2 separate regions of the Sus scrofa genome follow, and region 1 is linked to region 2. Evidence: chromatin contacts called from public Hi-C data. All regions are on one chromosome and are shown on one strand. The core of a region is the stretch at or near the end of the contact, and the rest is flanking DNA. Distances in the headings are between cores, read along the strand shown.

Evidence for each region. Hi-C and Micro-C count contacts between places; a contact is called where the count stands out from the background.
Region 1: a Hi-C map of embryonic fibroblasts shows a contact between it and region 2, with 1.7 times the contacts expected there. A contact is called at or near these places in 4 of 47 Hi-C or Micro-C datasets (embryonic fibroblasts, retroperitoneal adipose tissue and subcutaneous adipose tissue).

The regions. Positions count from the first base shown.
Region 1 is chr5:46,491,237-46,495,442 of Sscrofa11.1, reverse strand. STK38L (serine/threonine-protein kinase 38-like) reads left to right here. Exons shown (of 15, transcript XM_021092164.1): 14 at 1,174-1,265; 15 at 1,367-4,206. The coding sequence ends at 1,494. Among named protein-coding and RNA genes, the nearest start is that of ARNTL2, 11 kb to the right of the region's middle.
Region 2 is chr5:46,387,531-46,391,838 of Sscrofa11.1, reverse strand. All of the region lies in intron 6 of ARNTL2 (aryl hydrocarbon receptor nuclear translocator-like protein 2), which reads left to right. Among named protein-coding and RNA genes, the nearest start is that of ARNTL2, 93 kb to the left of the region's middle.

The DNA.
Region 1 (4,206 bases), core at 1,488-3,987, 100 kb before region 2:
TCTACCTGAGTATAGCCAATTTAGGGGATCATTTACTATCTGCCCAGCACTGATCTAAGTATTTCTCATCTTAGCCTCATAATAAACCTTATAAGTTCTATTATTATCCCTACTTTACAGAGGAAACTAAGGCACAAAGAAGTAATGTGCCAGCAGCGCCTCAGCTAGTAAATGAACTAGCCAGAACCGCTAACTAGAATTAGACCCAGGCAATTTGACTCTGGAGTCCTGACTCTTAACTGCTGCACCATATCATACTGTCCGTACATCATCTCATTGGGCAGAACTATGATTCCCGCCTTGTTCCAGTTGAAAGGATGTTTAGAGACTACCAGTCCAGTCTCTTGGTTTTATATGAGGGAACAGTCACAGTACCTGAGGTCATACTGCTTGTCAATAAGAGATTACATCTCAGGGCACCCTGATCTATGCTTCTTTACGCTAAACTAAAGTAAATGTATTAAGTTAGTGCATTAAGTATAAAAAGGTTAGAACAATTTTGGGAAAAATGTATACATGCTTTTACATAATTATGTAAACTTATCACCTAATAGATCCAGTAAGTACTTGCTGAAAAAGTAGAAGCAATAAAAATTGATATTTTCTTTTAGCTGTTTTTAGCATCATACAAAGGCATTTTCATGACTTATTTTTTAAACCTAATATGGCTGACCCCTTGATATTTAAATGGTTAAGAAGTTTCTGGATTCAGATTTCATCACAAATGTGTCATCCCTTCATACTTTGAGCCCCTTATTTTCCCAAATGACTTTTGATTTTTTGATCCTTTGCTAAGAGAATTCCATTCCTGAATTAATTAGGTAGGATCCAGTCTCCACACTATCTAGGATACTTTATATAGTGATACAATTTTTTCAATAAAAATCTCTTTTGGTCTACCTTCCCTGTCATTAACTTTTGTTTTTCCACTTGAAAAAATAGCATGAGAAGTCTTAGTACAAAGAAATAAAAATTCAAAGTAAATAATATTTTAATAAAAAATTATACTCAATTATAAAATCCACTTAACTAACAGGTATTTCCAAATCCATAATAAATTTTCCTGGCTCTTCCAATGTCTACATAACAGTGTGCAGAATTTGCAAGTAGAACTATGTTTTGGGAAACTGAGTTCAAAAAAATTTACCATGGTTATTTTATATCTTTTTATAGGGAAAGACCAGCAGCAATCCCTATAGAAATCAAAAGCATTGATGATACATCAAATTTTGATGACTTCCCTGAATCTGATATTTTACAACCAGGTAAGACAATCTATAACACAATTAACACTATTAAAAGTCTATGAGGGCATCTTTCACTAGTGAAATTCATTTACTTTTGGTTAATTTTTCCATCTTTCTAGTGCCAAACAGCACGGAACCGGACTATAAATCCAAAGACTGGGTTTTTCTCAATTATACCTATAAAAGGTTTGAAGGGTTGACTCAGCGTGGCTCTATCCCCACCTACATGAAAGCTGGGAAGTTATGAATGAAGATCACATTCGCTCACAACCAGGAGAACTCAGGTAGCTGCATCACCAGGCTTGCTTGGCGTAGATAAACAATACACTGAAATACTCCCGAAGACGGTGGTGCTTCTGACTACAGGAGGAAATTCTACAGGATTAGGATTTCTAAGACTACTACAGGAATTGGTTGGCAGTGCCAGCTGGCTTTTTTTTTTTTTTTTTTTAATATTTTATTATTTTTTGTTAACTTTATTATATGAAGGTACTGGAATAAAAAGAAACATACATCCCTTTCTAACTGCACTGCCTACATGCGTATTAAGGTCCATTCTGCCTGTGTGTGCTGTAGCTTTGTACTGTAACACCTCTAATCAATTCAGGAGAAACACATATCATTTCAAGCAACATAGGCTAATCTGTAGGTAACACTGCAGTATTGCTGTTTTACTCCAAGTCTTATGGGTCTAGAGAATCAATAAAAGCCATCTTCCATAGTTGGTATTAGAACACTTGCCCTATTGGTTTGAACATCTACAGAATATATTTAAAGACAATTTCTGTAATGGTTTTAAGAAATTTTAAAAAGGAAATACACTGGTTATTTAAATATAGAGTTTATCATCGTGTTATTACACCAACTCCACAGTAGGGAGTGACAAGTTTCTACCAAGGAGGAAGTTTGACACCTTCACTCAAGCACTCCACTAATATGCTTTACTTTGCATTCAGAAATACTGATGACCTTTATATACGTAGTCTGTATACTCATAGGGAGATGTACTGTATGATATAAAATGTAAATTGCTTTTCTTGTGACAAGAGGACTTCTTTTTTTAACCAGAGGACATGGCATTATTTTCATTTGATTATGGTGAGTTGAATTTAAGAAATGACCATGAAGGCTGCTTGTAGACCTAGTGTATTTTTATTAAACTATTTTTTTAAATGTCAAACTTCTGATCATGTAAATGGACTTGTAGAAAACAAAGAGCTATGTACTTTGGTTTTCTAGAAAGCTGTAACATATCATGGCTGGTTACCTTTTATTTCTTTTGACGAAACTGTTTCCTTTGATAGTTCTTGTATTATTGTGCCATTATTTTCTTATACTCCAAATGTACCAAAGATCCTGAACAGAGTGGATGTCCACAGCTGAGGAGAAGTTTACTGTCCTGCGGAAATGCTGCCTTCAGATCTTCCAGAGAGGTCAGCTCATTCAAGGGCAGCACTGTTCATGTTTAGCTGCATCACTGTGGTTAATGCAAATGGAATTAAGGAAGTAAAAGCAGGCCAGGGAGGCTGTGATTCGAGGGTGGGGGAGATGATGTCCGCATCAAATCCTTTGAGTAGTTTCCTAAGAGTTAAATAGTCTTTGCTAGCTTGACATCTTAATTTTAAAACAACTCTCTGAGGTTTTGGTTTCATCAGTACTAGTGAAGGAGTATCTAAAGAATGTCTTAAGTTTGTCTTAACTGCTCATTGGTTGACTCGAAGGTACAACAGCATAACCATTACAAATGATCTGCCATGAGAATCTAAAGTAATTTATTTGTAGGATGTCCTTAATGGAGAATTGCATAGGATCATTATGCAAATCTGCAAAAGGTTTTATAGATGTTGCTGCTTTTGCTAGAGAGCTCCACAGTGTTTCAATAAGGTCGTCCTGGGTTTTCTTCCGGCCCTGTTCTCCCCTTCGTTCCCTTTCCTTCCTTTTCCTCTGCCTCCCTCCCTCCCTCCCTTGTATTTGTTTGATACTTATTATGTGTTCATTTAAGACTTCATCTCCTTTTTTTTGGTTTGGATCATGTGACTGAGTAAGGAGAGAGAACTATTAAAATTCCAGGGTTTCTCAATTTGGCTAATTCTGGTTTTTCTGATTATAACTGCCTCTAATTTTAAAACAATCTTTTTAACTTCTGCTCTGTTTTATGAGATTTTCTCATCCTCCCCACCCCACCCCCTTTTTTAAAGACTGTTTTGTTAGTGTGATAGTGAATGGGTAAGAGGAAATTATAATATTCTCTGGTTCTAATTTGGTAACTATTCTAGTGTAAACACTTTTTCATTAATTCAAGTTAGAGAGATTGATGTAAAGGAGCTGAATCACCTAAGTTTACCTTTTAATTGAATAAGAGTGGAGCATTTCAGTTTCCATCTTCTTCCTTATTACTACGGAGAACTTGGGAATAGTTATGATTTCTTGGCAATGGAAGGGCAGTTATGGAAAGTTTACTTTGTTTAGAGACTCATTTTTCCCTAGAGTTAATAGAGTGATTCATAATCTTTGGGGTTTCCTCCTCATCAAAAGCATTTCTTAAGTGCCTATCTAAAAGCAATTAAAGACTGTGTCTGCCCTTTGGAAGCTAAGAATTTGATTCATGATGCAAATTAGCTAGATAATTTGCAAAGTACCCTTGAGATTGAATTTTCTCTATTATATACTTCCCATATTTCAGGTGAACCATTTAATTTAAATGACAAAACCCTATCTAATCAACCGAGCGTAATGACGTTTTCTTTAAATTAGACTCTATTTTGAATTAAAGAGTTTTGTTATAAACTGTGTGTGTTTTTGGTTTTTCTAAGTATATAGAAATCTTGTGTAATTCAGATTTATTGATTTCCTGATTTAATGTAGACTTTGATTTTTTTATTAAACAAAACCCTTTGTATTAAAGCAAGTTATGTTATTTTTCTTTTATGCTTTTCTCATTAACATGGCTTTAAATCTT
Region 2 (4,308 bases), core at 1,444-3,943:
AGTAACAATGCTGGGTCTCTAACCCATTGCTCCACCAAGGGAACTCAAACTATTTTAAAAGATTTTACTCCTGGATTTCCCTACATGGTTCAGTGGTTAAAGAACCCGACTAGGATCCATGAGGTTGCGGGTTCAATACCTGGCCTCACTCAGTGGATTAAGGATCTGGCATTGCCGTCAGCTGTGGTATAGGACAGATGTGGCTGTGGTATAGGCCGAAAGCTGTAGCTCCAATTTGACCCCTAGTTTGAAAACTTCCATATGCCATGAGTGTGGCCCTAAGAAGCCAAAAAAAAAAAAAAAAAAAAAAAAAAGATTTTACCCCAGGAAATTTCTAGCAAATACTGTGGGCTAAATTGTGTCCTCTAAAATTCATAAGTTGAGGGCCAGTGTGGTAGTATTTGGAGATGGGAGCTTTGGGAGATAATTAGCTTTGGGTGAAGTCATGAGGGTGGGGCCCTCCAGATGTGATTGGTGCCCTTATAAACCAGAGGGTCTGCTGTGAGCACGCAGGCAGATGGTAGCTATCTGCAAGCCAGGACAAGAACCCCCACCAGAAACTCAACTATGCTGCCATCCTTGTCTCAGAATTCCAGCCTCCAGAATTAAAAGGAGGTAGACATCTGTTGTTTAAGCCCCTCAGCCTGCAGTGGTTTGTTATGGGAGTCCCAACTAAGACAGCAAACAGCTTGGGTCATCTTCCCTAACATAATTCTCTGCAGTGGGAGCTAAAGAAACCTGGGCCTTGCTGAAAATAACTCTATGTTGATTAAATTGGCCTTTGATAATCTGACTTGAAATATGGAACTACAAGTCACAAATCAATGATAGGTACCTTGTCTGCGCTCTTTCTTCTATCACCTTAGATTTTTCCTTTCCTTTCAAATTCTAGGACAGCACATGACTGAATATGTATGTATAGTCACTCACTGATAATGATCTTAAAAGAATAATACTTTCTGTGTCTGGTCTTTCAAAAGATATCAAAAGGAAAATGAGATGTCCCTGTGAAACCACATGGTACTGTGATAGCATTCTGAAGCAGTCTTGTAAATATTAAATTTTAACCAAAAGCACATGTGTATAGTCATAGGTTTAAAAAAAAATCTAAGCAGCATTCTTGAAGAATATAATAATCAAACCTTATTCCTTCCATGTAGTTTCTAAAAGGATTTTTTTTTTCCTGGCAGCACCAGCAGCATGTGGAAGTTCCCGAGCTAGGGACTGAACCCATACCATAGCAGCGACCTGAGCCGCTGCTGTGACAATGTTAGATCCCTCACCCACTGCACCACAAGGGAACTCCATATATGTTTTTATTTAATATCATAAATTTTAGAGATTTCTAGAAGAGGCAGGGAAAACTTTTTTCCTTTGAAATAAACATCAATAATCCTCCTGCAAAAATACAGATATTTGAAGAATATCTGGTAAATGGTCAATGATAGCCAATTTCTAGCTGAATTCTGAGATGAGCTAAAGGAATTAACATATCTTTAAGTCCCTCCAGTGCTTCAGGTACTTATACTAGTTTCTGCCTTACAACAGCCATGCTGGTGGATAGGTTCTAGGATGGAGTAGAAAGGGCCTGGGCTCTGAATTCAGTAGGGTTTTAATGTCAGGTCTGCTCCTTAATAACTCTGGGACCTTAGGCAAATTCCTTTCCATATATGGAAAATGGTATTATGGACTGAATTGTGCCTCCCCAAAAATTCACATGCAGAAGCCCTATGTGTAAATGGGGCCTTTAGAGAGGTCAGTAAGGTTAAGTGAGGTCCTAAGAGCGGGGCCCTAACACCATATGACTGGCATCATCATAAGAGGAGGAGGAGACAGCAGGGCTGCACAGGCACAGAGAGAGGCCACATAAGGACACAGTGAGACATCGGCTGTACACAAGCCAGAGAGAGGCCTCGGGAGAAACCAGACCTTCCAACACCTTGATCTTGGACTTCTAGCCTCCAGAACTGTGAGAAAATAAATTCCCGTTGTTCAAGCCACCCAGTTTGTGGTATCTTGTATTGCATATGGCAGCCGGAGCAGACCAATACAGTGGGTGAAATAATAGCACTCTGTGTGACTTGGTTAGGATTACATGGGGCCAAGGCAGTGCTTGGCTCCTAGGAAGCACTCAATACGTAGAGGCCCTGATTTGTGGCTCAGAAAGAAGAGAAGGAAAATAAAAGAGCGAGAGGAGAATCAGTAATTATTTAAAATCCGTATGCCCAGCACTTTGCCTAAGTACCTACTTTAATCTGGGTAACACTCCTGTGCAAACCATCCCAGTCTCTTGCATGAGAGAACCCAAGCCTGAGAAGTTTCTGTTACTTGTCTGAAGTCACATTGGAAGTGGCAATATCAGGAGTCTGGCTTTAAAAATCTGTATTCTTTCCACTCTGCCTGGCCACCTACTGGGGTAGTTTCCTAGATGCCAAAGGTGATTAATGAAAGAAATGCATTCTAGATGATTTCTGCAGCAGACACACAGCCAGGGGGTGGCTCGTGCTGCAGAAACCCACACATGGATATTCGTGCCCACACCACGCTGAGCCACACAGATGCCTACAGTCAGAGTCCAATAATCTTTTCAAAAAGGACTTTTTTAATCTGCTCAGTTATGGGACCAAGCATTCACTTAACACACGCCATACTCTGTGCCAAAGGCACGAGGCCAACTTGGCCTAAGGAATGGTGAGGGCACGTGTTAGTCATCAGCATGGCCCTTCCTCGCAGTGAAAGAGTTGGAAGTTGGGGAGAACTGTGTGTGTAGACAGATGCCTGGAGCAGGATAAGGTAACCACCCATAGAATGTAAACCTGATTGGCCACGTGGACGACTTCCCACTCGTGAGACACTTTTGTATTCCACGTTAACCAAAGGGAGTGTCGGTCAAGTGAAATGATTGTACTTTGCATATAGTTGCTACTAAATTGTTCTTTCCGATAATTAGCCAGTGGCACTCACCTTCTGTTAAGACGGCTCCCTATTAAGGAAGAAAGACTGTAGTTAATAAAGATGTTTTTCTTCCCTTTTTACCATAGCATGAGAGTTACATTTCAATTTTTAAATTATTGGTTAAGACTATTTTTTAGAGCAGCTTTAGGTTTACAACAAAATTGAGAACTACAGAGACTTCCCATTTACCACCTGCCCGCACATGTATAGCTTTCCCCATCATCAGCATCTTCCATGCGGAATGCCACATATATATTTTTTAAACCAAGGATAAAAGCTGCCTTGACACATCATAATCATCCAAAGTCCATTAGTTTACCTTAGGGTACACTCTTGGTGTTGTACATTCTGTGGATTTGGACAAATGTATGGTGACATATATCTATTGTTCTAATACCATACATAGCATTTTCACTGCCCTAAGAACCCTCTGTGTTCTGAATATTCATCTCTCCTGAAAACTGCCCCAGCAATCACTTATTTTTTGTCTCTAGTTTCTTTCTTCTTCTTCTTCTTTGTTTTTGTTTTGTTTTGTCTTTTTTGGGGCTGCACCTGCAGCATACAGAGGTTCCCAGGCTTGGGGTCAAATCAGAGCTGTAGCTGCCGGCCTACACCACAGCCACAGGAATGCCAGATCCTTAACCCACTGAATGAGGCCAGGGATTGAACCCACAACCTCACGGTTCCTAGTTGGATTCGTTAACCACTGAGCCACACAGGAACTCCCTCACCTTCATTATATTTAAATTTAAAAGAAGAAAGGAGTTCCTGTCGTGGCTCAGTGGAAATGAATCTGAATAGTATCCATGAAGATATGGTTTCCATTCCTGGCCCTGCTCAGTGGGTTAAGGATGCTGCATTGCCATGAGCTGTGGTGTAGGTCGCAGAAGTGCCTTGGATCCCAAGTTGCTGTGGCTGCAGCATAGGCTAGCAGCTGCAGCTCCAATTTGACCCCTAGCCTTGGAACTACGTGTGCCGCGCGTGCAGCCCTAAAAAAGACAAATAAAGAAGAGAAACTAGGAAACACCCCTTCTTATGCTAATTGAAAATGAATTTAGGATTTATAGAAAGGCTATTTCTCAAAATTGGCCATGAGTCACTCAAATGGGGCTTTGTTATATTTGGGTATGTTTGAGATTTTCCATAATAAAAAAGTTTTTTTAAAAACATTATTTCTGGGAGTTCCCATTGTGGCTCAGTGGGTTAAGAACCCAACATAGTCTCTGAGGATGGGAGTTCAATCCCTGACCTTGCTTAGTGGGTTCAGGATCCAACATTGCCGAAGGCTGTGGTATAGGCCAGCAGCAGCAGCTTCAATTTGACCCCTAGCCCAGGAACTTCCATATGCTGCAG